Regions from separate parts of the Oryctolagus cuniculus genome. Here region 2 is linked to region 1. The links are chromatin contacts, called in public Micro-C maps. All regions are on one chromosome and are shown on one strand. The core of a region is the stretch at or near the end of the contact, and the rest is flanking DNA. Distances in the headings are between cores, read along the strand shown.

Evidence for each region. A called contact is a pair of places that touch in the nucleus more often than the background predicts.
Region 2: a Micro-C map of ear pinna shows a contact between it and region 1, with 4 times the contacts expected there. The contact joins the promoter of L2HGDH here to the promoter of ATL1 in region 1. A contact is called at or near these places in 3 of 6 Hi-C or Micro-C datasets (ear pinna, psoas muscle and an unstated tissue).

What each region holds. Positions count from the first base shown.
Region 1 is chr12:25,608,096-25,615,466 of mOryCun1.1, reverse strand. It overlaps ATL1 (atlastin GTPase 1), which reads left to right and starts at 4,050. Exons shown (of 15, transcript XM_017348282.3): 1 at 4,050-4,164. It overlaps MAP4K5 (mitogen-activated protein kinase kinase kinase kinase 5), which reads right to left and starts at 3,808. Exons shown (of 32, transcript XM_051822833.2): 1 at 3,669-3,808; 2 at 3,207-3,425. The coding sequence starts at 3,314.
Region 2 is chr12:25,818,715-25,826,085 of mOryCun1.1, reverse strand. It overlaps L2HGDH (L-2-hydroxyglutarate dehydrogenase), which reads right to left and starts at 2,948. Exons shown (of 10, transcript XM_002718232.5): 1 at 2,609-2,948. The coding sequence starts at 2,748. DMAC2L (distal membrane arm assembly component 2 like) reads left to right here and starts at 2,192. Exons shown (of 6, transcript XM_008269635.4): 1 at 2,192-2,330; 2 at 4,570-4,604.

The sequences.
Region 1 (7,371 bases), core at 2,801-5,300:
AAACTTGTAATAAAAATACACATGCAGGAATCAAAAAAGGCACTGCTGGAACATACATAGTATTAAATGCTAACTTAGAGGCAGTTATTTGGATTAATGCTTAGGATGCCAGTTAAGACATCTGCTTCCCACAACAAAGAACCTGGGTTCCATACTTGGCTCTGGCTCCAGTTCCTGACTCCAGTTTTCTACTCATGTGGGTCCTGGGAAGCAGTGGTGATGGCTCAAGTAATTGGATTCCTGCCACCCATACTGGGAGATCTGGATCGGATTCTTGGCTCCTGGCTGTGGCTGGCCTAGGCCCTGCCATTGTGGGCATTCAGGAAGTGAACCAGCAGATAGGAACCTCCTCTTAAATTTCAAGTGCTAACTTAGTGTTGTGATATCTAAAGCAAAGGCTCAGAGAATTAGCTGACATAATCACTGATAATTATTCATTCATTCATCAAATTTTGAGAAAGCACTTACTCTGTGCCTGCTATAATTCTAGGTACTATCAGAGACCTGTGAACAAAACAGATAAAAAATGCCTGCCCTCACGAAGCATTTTAGTGGACTGAAATAAATAAGAAGAAATTGAGTAAAACATTGTTAGACGATGATAACTACAAAGAAAAAATGAGTAAGAAAAAATGAAGAGGATGCAAAATAAGAAGGAAAGGAGTGAGCCGTGTAGTTGTCTGGGAAGACACTTTTTCTTTTCTTTTCTTTTTTTTTTTTTAAGTTTTATTCACTTATTTGAAAAGCAGAATTACAGAGATGCAGAGGCAGAGGCATAGAGAGGTCTTCCATCTGCTGGTTCACTCCCCCAGAAGGCTACAACGGCTGGAGCTGCACCAATCCAAAGCCAGGAGCTTCTTCCAGGTCTCCTACAAGGGTGCAAGGGCCCAAAGACTTGGGCCATCCTCACTGCTTTCCCAAGCCGTAGCAGGGAGCAGGATCGGAAGTGGAGCAGCCAGGACTCGAACTGGCGCCCACATGGGATGCCGGCACTGCAGGCGGCTGCTTTACCTGGTATGCCACAGCACCAGCCCCAAGGGAAGACACTTTTTCAATAGAGGAAATATCAGGAACAAAGGCCCCAAGATGGGAAGCTGCTTATTGTATTTAAGGAAAAGCAAGCAGGCCAGTGGGTTAGAGCAGAATGAGGGCAGGGAGGAGCAGAGAAGGGAGAGGTGGAGGGAAGGCCCTTCAGGTAAGGCTTTCATGGACAGGCAGGACCGCAACAGGTCGAAATGGGAGGGACTGATTCTGGGTAACTAGAACAAAAGAAAGCAAAGGACGAGGAGACACGGTTGTCTTAAGGATATTTACAAATCCAAGACTGGCCTAGAATGCAGTAAGTATACTCTAAGTGAGAGCACAAATGTGAGGGTAGGGGACTATATATATGTTGGGGTGATGTTGTGAAGGTGGGGTGTAACAAATTAAGTCTCTGACTGTTCAGGAGCCCCACAGAGAGACAGAGGGCAGGGAAGCATCAGGATAAGAGGCAGGCATTAACTGCCTCTTCAATACAACCTGTGCTTTCCCTGGTAAGAATAAAACTCTGTTCCAGATAAATTGCTTTAGTTGCTCTATCTATAAAGAAAAAAGGTGGTGGTCTTGATCTCTGCAGGGAAAAAGAGTCCTTAAATTTTCTAGTAGTAGGGAGAAAACCATTACTGGAATTGAGACTGCTGTATAACATAATCTAAGCCAGTCTAATGCATGTCGAAACATAAGACAAAGATGACTAAAAAATGGGACTGAGAAGGCAAACAGGAATTTCAGTTTTTAAAGGAACATTCCACAAGCTGAGTAACACATGGATAAACTAGGAATTTAATCAGATCTAGTTTTACATAGAAAGAGAATTCTGTTGGCTACCCATTTTGCATTCAAAGGTGTTCACAGGGAGAGAGCTGGGACTCTGCAGACAAATCAGCAACTTAGCAAGTGGAAGGGTGCTTAGCACAGATAACTCAAATGCCCATTGTTCACATTAAAAAATCTTCCACTGCAGTTCATCTCAGAGAATTAAACAGTGCCAGAGCTATCATAACCACCTTGAATCGTTACTATTAACAAAGAGGAAATTAAACAAAAGCAAGTAAATAGGAAAAGGGGATGTTTCCTGTCTTATTGCCACCTGTGCAAAACAAGCGACCCCCCCCCCAGAGGCATCTACCAGTTAATTACCCACACGATACAGTCATTTCAACTATGTGCAGGCCTGTGGTTTGAAAGAATGGTGTACATACTCTTAAACTATGACCAAATCCAATAAACCAAGAAGCTGTTGCAAAAAGTAGAGGAACTTCCCTTAATACTCATGAGTTACATTAATGCTTCCTTTTTGGAACAGAGAACAAAAAGCCTAAGGCAATCTCCAACAATCTCTTTCCTCTGGATTCTTCAGGAACATAGTGTACTTGGGCAACTGGTTTGCTTTTCTACCACGTTTTTTAAATCCTAAATTAAGAGGAATTCGTTCTCATCATTTGTTTTAAATTAACAGAAAGCGCACTGGCTGGAGAGTGCACGCACACGCGTGAACACAGACACACACACAAACACAACCTGTAGATCTTATCCACTTGTGGTTATGGGATGTTATAAACCCCAAACAGAGAAAGTGCTAATGCAGGAAAAAACCCAGCAAGTTAATGGTAGGTTTTGAATCACCAACCAGACACAAACCATCAAACTTATGCCAGGAAAGCTTATCTTTTCTGCATGGAGTAATGTTTGTAAACACATCATTTTCACCCAACACTTGACTGCTTACAGCTAGAATTAAGAAACAGGTTTCACAGGACCATTAACAACAACAACAACAAAAAAACTTATATTGGCCAAGCTCATCCATTAATTTTTTTTTTGTAATGCCTGAACGTCAATATTCTCTGCTACTGTCTTCCAGGTTTTCCACACTGACACTAGAATATTCTACCGGACAACTCCATAGCTGATTCAAAGTCGCTTCAAAACCAGAAATAAACTTTTGAAAGTCTTTACACCACAAAAAAGGTTAAGAGTGGTTTGCGACGATGTGGTTAGCTCTGCTTGCTGGCGGCGCCGAGAACCAGCAAGGGATTCGAGGGTGCTCCGAACGCAGGGAGAGGGACCCTGGCCGCTTCCTCTCCAAGATGCAACAATAAGAGCATCCTCCCCCCGGCCGGAAAGCGGCCGGAGCCCGGCGGCCGCGGCCCGGCCTGCCTCACCTTATAGACGTCCCCGTACGTGCCGCTGCCGACTCTCTGGACGAGCTCGTAGTCCTGCTGCGGGTTTCGCCTCAGGATGTCCGCGGCAGGCCGCAGCGGGGCCTCCATCTTCGCTCCGGGCCCGGCTCCCGCCGGCTCTGCCCGCGGCGCGCCCCGATTCCCGCTAACGAGGGCGAGCGCCGCCGCTTCCCAACATGGAGCCTCCGCCCGCAGCTCCGCCTGCACGAGGGACGCGCGAAGGCGGGTCAGCGTCGCCGGCTGCGACCCCCACGCGGCCCCGCGCCCCCGTGGTCCAGCCCCTTTCCTTCCGTCCCGCCCGGGGCCCTGAGGAAGCGAGCCTGGAAGGGCTCCCGGCGCCTCGCGGCCCCGTTCGGGCCACAGCCCTTCCCCCACTCCCCGGCCGCCGGCGAACTGCCCGGCCCGGCCTCCCCCGCCCGCCGGAGCCCGGGGCCGGCTGGGTACCTGAGGGGGGCGGCCCCACTCTTTGTTGAGCGCCGAGCCGGGGTGCCCACTCCCTCAACGGCGCCCGCGTCCTGCTCCCCGGCCCCGGCGGCCGCTCCGGGTCTCTCGCCGCAGCCGTCGCCGCCCGCCCGCCCGCTCGCCCGCCCGCCCGCTCGCCCGCACCGCGCGCCCTCTCGGAGGCGGCCGAGGCGCGTACAGTCGCCGCCGCCGCCGCCGCCGCACCACGTTCCCCACCCGGGGCTGCGTCACCGGGAGACACGTTCCCGGCCAGCGTGGGTCGGCGCCCAGCGGCCCGCCCGAGCGCGCCGGCCGCGGGACCAGAGTGCCGCCCTGAGGCCGGCGGAGGACACGACACCCTCCCGGCCGCGCCGCCGCGCCCCCCTAGCCCGGCGCGTCCTTCCAGGGCCTAGCTCGCTCGCTCCTGCCGCCGGAGACCCGCACAGCACGGCACTCGGGGGCCGACGGGCCTCCGTTAAACCGTCCCCAGAATCGTCAGGTAAACCTGGGCGGTGACGGGTGCAGGGAGAAGGGTGGGCACGAGAGAGAGGGGGCAGGCAGCCCTCCACGTTCAACCCGGAAAAGGTACGTTGAGGGCACCGGGCCAGGGGTAACCTGGCGGTGGGGCGCCGGGGAGGGCCGAGTTAGCCGAGCCGCGGCACGCCCTACTGCACCTTCCTGTTTTGCAAAGCATTCCCAGTGGTGCCAGTTTGAGGTTGCACCGCACACCTGCACAACCTGTCTGGTGCTGAGCTTTTCTGAGCCGTTGCTAAAAGCCTGCCGCCCCAGGAGGCTGCGCCCGGCCCCCGTCACCCTTTTGGGCACAGCCCTGGGTTGTCGCATATCTCGTGGCTGCAGGAGTTCTGCAGGGGGGTGGGGGAGAGGGCTCCGACCAAGTCAGGGTCCACAGAGCCTGGTTCTGGTTCTCCCGCTTGGATGCCATCTGGGACAGGAGTTGGTGTTTGGCAACATCTGCAGTTTTGAAGAGGATAAGGTGTTTTCCATCTGACACCCTAGAAAGTGTTGGTACAGCACTTCGCAACGTCGTGAAGAGGGTTATCAACTGTGAGAGGTTAAAACTACTTGGCAGCGCGCAGAACATGGAATAGGCAGCCAGGGACGTCATTGGGCCGGTGTTTTCTCACAAGTTGTTTTTTGCAGTTTCGGTTCCAGTCTGGCTTGGGAGATAGAGATTCAGTTGCCAGCTTTCTGTATGCTGCAGAAGTTATTCCGTGAACCCAGCAGAGGTTTATAACAGAAGAGCCAGATAACAGGCAGCGCTCTTAGTGACCGGAAAATCGCCAAAGAGTAATTGCAGATGTTGGCACGTGGCGTTTAGCACCCACCTCAACCCTGTTCCTGGGAAGTAGGTGCCTGATTGTTGGTCGTTGAAACCAGTTGTATGATGTAGAAAGTAAATCAAGGCTTCTACAGGACAGGGGATACATGGATTTTCTTGGGCTTTGCACACAAAGGCAGTTATTTAGGGCACATAAGTAAGCCCAGACATAACATGCTCCATGGACAAAGCCCGTGTGTTTGCTGCATTGAAAAAATCGTTGAAGAACAGTTCTTTCTTTCAGAGCTTCTTGGCACTCGTTTTGGTGGGCACATATTCTGACTTCGATGACTCAAAAATCTCTTCAAATGTTCTGTTGGTGTCTTAGTACTTGTTTACTGTCATTGACTTCTTTTTTAAAAGAAAATCTGGCCTGATACGTTGATTCTTTCTCTAGTAAGAAATTCGTTTCTTCTTTCTTAGACCTGTATTAGTCCACAGAGAATCTGAGGCAGCACACAGAAAATTTAAACCGTAGGACAAAAAGTAAGTGAAGAAACTGCTCTGAAGTTAAAAAGAGGGAAGATAGGACATCTGAGCAAGGCAACAAATTGGCTGCAGCAGAGAATTTTTGTACTGTTTTGAGATCAGATGAGCCCGCTGATCAAGAGAGGCACATCGTTTCCTGATGTTAAGGCTGCGGAAAAAATAGAAGGAGAAACTCTGAATGCTCAGTTTGAGACAAGGTGAATACCCATCTGACAATCCTTTAAGCATGTTATTCTTGAAACACAAGGTTTAAATAAATTAGGCCATAAAAGTTTGAGGTTGGGGCTTCAGCAAAACCCTGGAGTGCAGATATTTTATGCTACCAGTAATGGCAGATCCATACACTTTGGCCATCAGCTTAGAGGCAGATAGCATGGAAAAAGTCAAGATTTCACATGGTAGTTTAAAAAATGTGCCTGCTATAGTCATTACTTTTCTTGTACCACAACTGGTGCTAAGGGGAAAAACATTCACTCCTACTAACTCCAAAAGAATCTGAAGGATTTTTTTTTGGTCCTGGTTGAGTTAATTTTAATAAGATCAGTGAAGTCATAGCTGGTGGATTTAACATTACGTGGTTGGAAAGAGAATTCATATTTGTTTTCATTAAACACAGTAAATTTAATTTTGTAACTTAAACAATTAAGCATTTAATTTTAAGGTTTAAGTTTATGTAATAATAAATCACTGTCCGTAATAGGACAGTTTCTTAAGAACTTAAAATTTTATAATGACAGAGTATTGAGTAAGAGGAAGTAATGCTTGGTAGGTCCATCAGCCCAACCTAATTATCATGTAGTTTTAGTGTCTTCATGTTATCTGATATGCAAATATTTTCCAGTTTTGTTTAAATATAACTATCCTGGTTTGCTCTGTACTTCACAGTATTTTTCCCTTCTTTCAAAGTTCGGCAATAGCATGCTAACTGTAATCAGTGGCTGTATTAGTTTAAATTCTGGTTTTATAAAGGCTAAACAAAAAAGGGACGTAAATTTTTAAGTCTTCTATAAAGCTGAGGTTCACAATTTACTATCCAAGAGAAAATGGATAATTAAAATCTTTAAGTGTGTGATAGGACAGAACATATGAACAGTAGTTTTAGTCTGTGGAACATATAAGTTTAAGCAAGATAAGCCGATGAGTCTTGGAACAAAACTACTTGACAGATGTAACTGTGATTCAATTGACTGCTCTATAGATTTATTAAATGAATTAAATGTTGGATTTTTCAAATAATTATTATTAAACTCTTCTTTCTGTTACTACTTAGGGCCACTTTTCTGTTGAGGCAAGAACCAGGTATCCAAAATAGAGAACAATTGTATTCTATTCTGCATAGCAGTAGAGCATGGATCTCATTCAGAGTCAGTATCAGGTCATTATGATGGGAGTTTTAAACAGAAGAGGTGAGGAAAGCCAGGCGCATCCCTTTTTTTATCCAGCTTGAATTGATCTTAAGATATGTTAAGAAGCTGTTTCTATTAACCTTTGTCCTCAGGTTGTTATATTAAAGCTTATAAAGAATTGGTAGAAGGGTTCTATATTCTGCCCACAAGTTGGTTGTTTGTAAATTCAATAGCTAAGAGAAGATAAAGAGTTACAAATAATCTTATGCTGTTCATTATCAGTTTCTTCATATTGTAATAGATACTGTGCTCAGAAGCGGTGCCTAAAGTTTGCCTGTACCCCAAGAATACTAGTGCTGTGGGCAGAAGAAGCCAAAGTGCCCAACTGTGGTCCTGTCCTACAGCTGTGTCGCTGGTGTAGGATTCCAGTAAACTTCTTCCTTTTGCACCTGCAAGGAAACACGGATAATGGCTTCTCACTGCTGCTGTCTCAGGGTCCTTCACATCCCGTGTGGGTTGCCTTACCCCTGTT
Region 2 (7,371 bases), core at 1,699-4,198, 210 kb before region 1:
CTCAAAACCAGCCACAGGACAAAAGGAATTAACAAATATTTCATCAGAGGACAGATATACAGATGGCCAATAAGTACATGACAAGATTCAAACACTGTAAGTTTCTGGATTATTCAAACACCATTGCCTTAGGGAAAGGCAAATCAAACCATAATGAGAGGGGCTGGTGCTGTGGTGCAGCAGGTTAATGCCCTAGCCTGAAGTGCCTTCATCCCATAGGGGCGCTGGCTCGATACCTGGCTGCTCCACTTCTGATCCAGCTTTCTGCTTCGGTCAGAGAAAGCAGGAGAAGGACCCCTGCACCAGTGTGGGAGACCCAGAAGAAGCACCTGGCACCTGGCACCTGGCTCCGGATCAGCACAGCTCCGGCCGTTGCGGCCATATGGGGAGTGAACCAACAGAAGGAAGACCTTTCTCCCTGTCTCTCCTCTCACTGTCTGTAATTCTACCTCTCAAATAAATAAAATATTTGAAAAAAAAAAAAAACCCATAATGAGATATCACTACACTCCTATTAGAATGGCTAAAATTAAAAAGTGACAGTAAAAGTGCAGATGAGGATGAAAAAAATTGGATCACTCACACACTGCTGGTTAGGATGTAAACTAGTACAGCTACTCTGGAAAAAAGCATGGAAGTCTCTTAAAAAACTAAGTATGATAAGCTGGCGCTGCAGCTCATTTGGCTAATCCTCCGCCTGCGGCACCTGCACCCGGGTTCTAGTCCCAGTTGGGGCGCCGGTTCTGTCCCGGTTGCTTCTCTTCCAGTCCAGCTCTCTGCTGTGGCCTGGGAAGGCAGTGAAGGATGGCCCAAGTCCTTGGGCCCTGCACCCGTATGGGAGACCAGGAGGAAGCACCTGGCTCCTGGCTTCGGATCGGCGCAGCACGCCGGCCGTCGCGGCCATTTGGGGGGTGAACCAATGGAAGGAAGACCTTTCTCTCTCTCTCTCTCTCTCTCTCTCTCTCTCTCTCTCTCACTGTCTAACTCTGCCTGTCCAAAAAAAAACAAAAAACAAAAAACAAAAACAAAAAACAACTAAATATGTACTTACTCCATGACTCCTCATCAATGGCATTCTTGTGCATTTCTCCCAGAGAAATGCGAACTAATGTTCACACCAAAACCTGTACACAAATGTTCACGGCAGCTTTGTTCATGACAGCCAAAAACTGCCAACAGCCCAGACGTCCTCCAGCTGGTGAATGATCTGTACCACACACCCATACCATCAAATGCTACCCAACAATGGGAAAAAGCAACACGAAAACCCTACTACCAATATCAGCAACACCGCGGATGGATCTCAAGGACCTCATACTGTGATAAAGTCAATCTTAAAAGGTCATATCCTGAGTGACACCACTCACACAGCATCCTCAAAATGGTGATGATGGAGAATGGCAGTTGTCAAGGGTTAGGAAGGGTGGGGAGGTCGGGCGTTCATATGAAGGACTGTCTTTGTGGTGATGGAATGTTTCTTTATCTTGACTAAAGTGGTGTTCATGCAAATTAACATGTATGATTAAATTGCATAGATCTACACACAAACAAATGCATGCAAATTAATGAAATCTGAACAAAATCCACAGACTGTGCCAACGGCAATATCCTGACTTTGGCACTGTATTAAATTAGATGTTATCATTGGGGTAAATGGGGGTTGAAGACAACATGGGACTTCTCTACTATTTTGCAACTTCCTATGAATATATAATCATTTTCAAAATAAAAAATATTTTAAAAACTTCAGTAATCCTAGATTTCTTCCCTTAATGAAAACGTTTCTTAATTGTCTACAGATCCCACAATCCCAGGGCTATTAACGATTATCTCATTCTAATTCCCCTCCAATCCACTGACACACAGAAGCCAGAGTTAACTTTTCAAATAGCAACCTTTAATCACCCTGGCCTCCTTAAAACCGTTTCTTGTGGTTCTTAGAATAAAATTAAAGCCGTGCTGCGATACAGCCCCTCTCCTACGTCATGCAACGCCATCTGTCTTCGAACAAGCTCTGTTCACACCCACGGAGCCCACCGTCCGGCACGACCCGCTCCTTCGCCAGAGAGCAAAGGCAGACAGCGGGTCTGGAATGTGACCCCCAGCTTCGTCACAAGACGCTGCATTCTGCAGACTCTGATGAGCAACGGAGCTGCTTCCGACAGGGGCAGCTCCAGGCAGCGGGCCCCAGGAGCTGAAAGAATTAACACAGACTCCAGCTCTTCCAAGCACCACCAGGGACGCTTCCTGTGCGCCAGGGCCTTTTCTCTTCAAATCGACCCCCTACGGGAGACACTAAGATCCTATCCACAACCGATCCTCTAAGGCGGGTAAGGAACCCGCCCAGGGCAGAACCAAGGGGCTGTGGCCAACGCCACACTCGCTCTTGACCTCTGTTCAACACCGCCTGACCTCGCGCCCAGAAATGCAACAGACGAACCCTGCAGGTTGCCAGCTCCTGGCTTTCCAGGCTGGAGCTCCACACAGGATCCCGACTTCCTCACGCCTGGGACAGGGAAGTAGGAGCAGGGGCCTAGGTCTAGCACAGGGCACCTCGGAGACAAGCAACAGCAGCGAAGGCGGCGAGGGCGGGCCACCGGCCACTCACCTGCTGCTGGCGCTACGGTCACCTCTGCACAGAGACCAGGGCTTCCGCCACGCTGGTCCGCACTCCCTGGGGAAGCCCCCGCGGAGAGCCCCGCGGGCCCCTCTGCAGGCCCCCCCTAGATAACGCAGCGCCGCCACCATCGCCTGAGCCCCCTCCTCTCCTCTCAGCCTGAACTCCAGTCGGCTCCCGGGCGTGCTCTTTCTGGCTCCGCCCCTCGAGCAGGGACCAATGAGGGTTGCGCCTTTGGCCCACGTGGGAAGGCGCCGGTGGCCAATAGGCGCGCGCAGCGGAGGGCGCAGGGCAGGCCGGCGCCGTAGACGCCGGGGACGGTGGCTCACTGGTTCTCTCCGACGCTGTGAGTAGCGGAGCTAGGCCGCGAGCGGGGCGGGGTCGGCCGGCGGTGGTGGTCACACCTCTGCCCGTCCCTTCTCGCGGTGCTGAGCTGACTGAAAACCTGGCCCGCCGGGTCGCGCGCCACCGATCCTTCCCGCAGAGCGGGAGAAAGTCTGGGCGCGATTTTGGTGAAAACTCTTGGGCGCGTCCAGCGGCTCCCCTTCCCCGCTCGACCTGCCCCCTGCGGGCAGCTGCAGGCCCAAGGCTGGACATGGCCCGGCCCACACCGAACCCAGGGTCCACCCAACAGGGGCGCCCCGGCTGGAGGGAGGCCCCTTGTAGACTTTTCTTTTATGAGGTCACTGGCGGCGGCTCATAATCAGTGACTGATTCTCCTTGTAAATACTCAGTTCTGGGCGGGGCACTGGGGACTGGATGGACAGAGAGCTTGGTCTATAGCGTTCATCAGTCTGTGCCTTTTTCTGAAATCCTGGGCCAACATACAGTTGTAAATTCACCTTGTACAGGTCGGCTCACCTCTGTTTCCTTACCTGTAATGTGCGGGTGATGAGCTACGTAGGCTCTAAGGCACTTTCTTACTAAAAATGTGTGGTTCTCTGTCTCCGTGCTAGTTTAACACCCGTTTTCGGTGCTCGCTGGCAGTTTGGAATCCATAGAGTCCACGCAGCTGCACAGATCATGAATAGGGTAGCGACAGCTCTGGCCGGAAGGGCTTGACTTGCCTGGTCAGGTCGCTAACAAGGTGGCTCTGGGAAGCCAGTTCACCTGTCTAGGACTGTCCACAGATCCTCAGTGAGATGGACCCCCCTCCACACACACACCCAGCAGATGACAGGAGCCTGAGGCTTCTCGGGTCCTGAGCCAAGTGAAGAATTAGATAACCCGCAGCTGTTCACTACCAGGACAGCATATTTTGATTTTTTGGTGAGAACAATGTAGCATGTTGCCTGCTTGTTCCATCACGGTTGGAAAAAAAATGTTGTAAACATTCAACTTTTTGAGATGGTTGTAGATTAACAGTTGTTAACAATAGAAATCCTGTGTATTTTTCACTCTGTCTCCCCATCTTGCCTAACTGGAGTATAATATCATAACCAGGCTCTCGACGCTGGCAGAACCCATTGATTTTACTCAGATTTTCTGAGTTTAGCATTTCTGTGTGCACCATTAGATTACGTGTTGCCACGTATGTAGACTGTGGTGTACATCACCAAGGTCCCAACACAGCAGTTTCATCACTACGAGAGTCCCTCCCCCACCCCTTTGATAAGAACAGCTTCCCCGTGCAGCTTGGCCCCCATCTGCCCCTCTAAAATGTTGTCATTTCAAGAATGTTGCAGAAATGTAATTGTACAGTATATAACTTTCAGAGATTAGCATTTCAGTCAACTAATCCCTTGAGATCCATCCAAATTTTTGCATGTATTCATAGCAATAGTCCATTCCTTTTTATGGAATACATTCCATAATATGAATATACTGCAGGATGTTTAACCATTTGCCCATTGAAATATATTTTGAATTGATTCCATTTTTCAGTTGCTAGAATAATGCTATTATGAGCATTAATGTATAACTGTGTGTGAATGGGTGTTTTGTTTTTCTAGGGTGAGTCCCAAGAATCAAATTGCTGAGTTATATGGTAAGTGCGTTTAATTTTTTAAAAAATACTTTTAAAAAGTATATTTATTTGTCTTTCTTTTTTTAAGTATATTTATTTGTTTGTTTGAAAGGCAGAGTTACACAGAGAGAGGGAGAGACAGAGAAGAGAGAGATCTTCCATCTGCTGGCTCACTGCAAAAAGCCAAGTTGGCCAGGGCTTGGCCAGATAAAAGCCATAAGCCTGGAACTCCATCTAGGTCTTCCATGTGGATGGCAAGGGCCCAAGCACTGGAACCATGTTCCGCTGCTTCCTCAGGCACATTAATAGGGAGTCAGGGGCCCAGCGCTGTGGCGCAGTAGGTTAATCCTCTGCCTGTGGCACCTATTCTAATCCCAGCTGTTCCTCTTCCAATCCAGTTCTCTACTATGGCCTGGGAAAGCAGTGGAAGATGGTTCAAGTCCTTGGGCCCCTACACCTGTGTGGGAGACCCAGAGGAAGCTCCTGGCTCCTGGCTTCAGATCAGCTCAGTTCAGCTCAGCTCCAGCCGTTGTGGTCATTTGGGGAGTGAACTAGTGGATGGAAGACCTTTCTGTCTCTCCCTCTCACTGTAAATAATTAAAATCTTAAAAAAATAAAATAGGGAGCTGGATTGGAACTGAAGCAGCGATGACTCAAACCAGGGCTCATACGGGATGTGGCTTAACCACCTTCTGAGCCAGAACACAGTATATATTTAGTTTGTAAGAAACTGCCTGACTTTTCCACAGTGGCTGTACCATTTTATACTCCCACCAGCAATGTTTGAAGTACTTTTCATTGTCAACAGCATCAAGGTGGTGTCACTATTTCTTGTTTTAACCATTCTGGTAGGTATAAAGTAGACATCATTGGTTTTTAGCTTACACAGGATACAGTTGATCTGATACTAGATTGAATACATAATTACATACTTTAGGGGCTGTGATCAGACTTTTGTCATGATTTTTAAGAATTATCAAGTGACTTTGAGCATGTGTTTCCTTGCTTAGCAAGGGGGAAATGACTCAGAGTACACATGCTCTCTTTGTACAAATTGCTCTGCTTGACTCCCCCTCTGTCGCTCCCCCTCTTTGTGGAGGAATGACACAGGACCCTGCGCTGTTCTTTTGTCTGCTCGGCCCTTCCCGGGTTGGCTGCTGGTTCTTCCCGGGTTGGCTACCGTCCTTCCACCTCCGTGGAAGGGCGGTTCCCCCTGCCACTTTCCCCACTTCCGCGGGGGAGCAGCACACCGCCAGCCGGCTCTCTCGAGGGCTGCTCAGATGTTCCTCAGGTGTTCCTCTTAGATGTTCCTGGTGCATGTTGTCTCTCTCCTCCTTTATAGTCCTCTTCCACCAATCCCAACTCTGCTACCCACACGCCGAGTATGCTGCTCTCCTCCAATCAGGAGCAGGATCAGCTCCTGCAGGTTACTGGTCGAACTGGAGGCAGCTGTGTAGAAGCTGTTTACTCCTCTCTCAGCGCCATATTGTGGGAGAGCAGATGCATAGAATAAGTCTTAATTCCAGTAATTTAGTCTAGTCTGAGTTGCTCCCCACACCCCTCCAAGGTTAGACTGTACGGTAGCTTGTGTCAAATAATTTCAAATCAAAATCTTACCTGGCATTCATACACCTTGTCAGGTCTGTGGCTAGAGACATTCATATTTCTGATACACCCTTCCCACTTCAGGTTCACTGTCTTCCAGGGAAGTCCAGAACCTATGAGAAGTTAGTTCAGTGAGTGCCGTGTGATGTTTGAGGGGAGCAACCGAGACTAGACTAAATTACTGGAACTAAGACTAATTCTATGCATCTGATCTCCCATCATATGGCGCTGAGAGAGAGTAAACTACTTCTACACAGCTGCCTCACCAATTCAACTGATAAGCTGCAGGAGCTGATCCTGCTCCTGATTGGAGGAGAGCAGCATGCTCAGCACGTTGGGAGAGAATACCAGGAGAGTTGGGATTGGTGGAAGAGGACTATAAAGGAGGAGAAAGACAACATGCACCAGGAACATCTGAGCAACCCCTGAGAGAGCCGGCCGGCGGTGTGCCGCTCCTCCACGGAAGCGGGGAAAACGGTGGGGGGGCGGAGGTGGGGGCGGAGGGGGGGCCGGCAGCAAACCCGGGATGGTGTCATTCCTCCACGAGTGGGGGAGCGGCAGCAAACCCAGGAACGGCCGGGCAAAAAGAACAGCTCAGGGTCTGGTGTCGTTCCTCCACAAGTGGGGGAGCAACAGTGTTGATCTAATTAACTGCTCCTAAGGCCTTTGCTTCCAATTTCTAGTGGACTTTTCTGTTGGTCTGTCCTTAGGGATGGCACATACCTTGGGAATTGAATTAGAATCAGTAATTGATGATTTATAGTGGAATAGTTTAGTAATGAGGGAAAAACCTCCCCTATTGTGATTGCTTTACACTCCTCTGCCCACAATGTATGGCCTCAAAAACTGTGTTTTTTGTTTTTTGTTTTTTTTTGACCGCCAAGTTAACTGTCACTTTGAGTAGCCTAACTAATTATATTGAATATGTAAAATCAAAACTTATACTTTATTGACATTTTTTTCACTCACCTTTTTTTAATTAAAAAGAACAGATTTCATGTAGTTAATAGATAAAGTTCTAAAGAATATAATGATGGGACTGGTGCTGTGACATAGTGGGTAAAGCCACCACCTGTGGCACCAGCATCCCTTATGGGCATAGGTTCAAGTCCTGGCTGCTCCCCTTCCAATCCAGCTCCCTGCTAATGATCCTGGGGAAGGACTGGAAAATGGCCCAAGTACT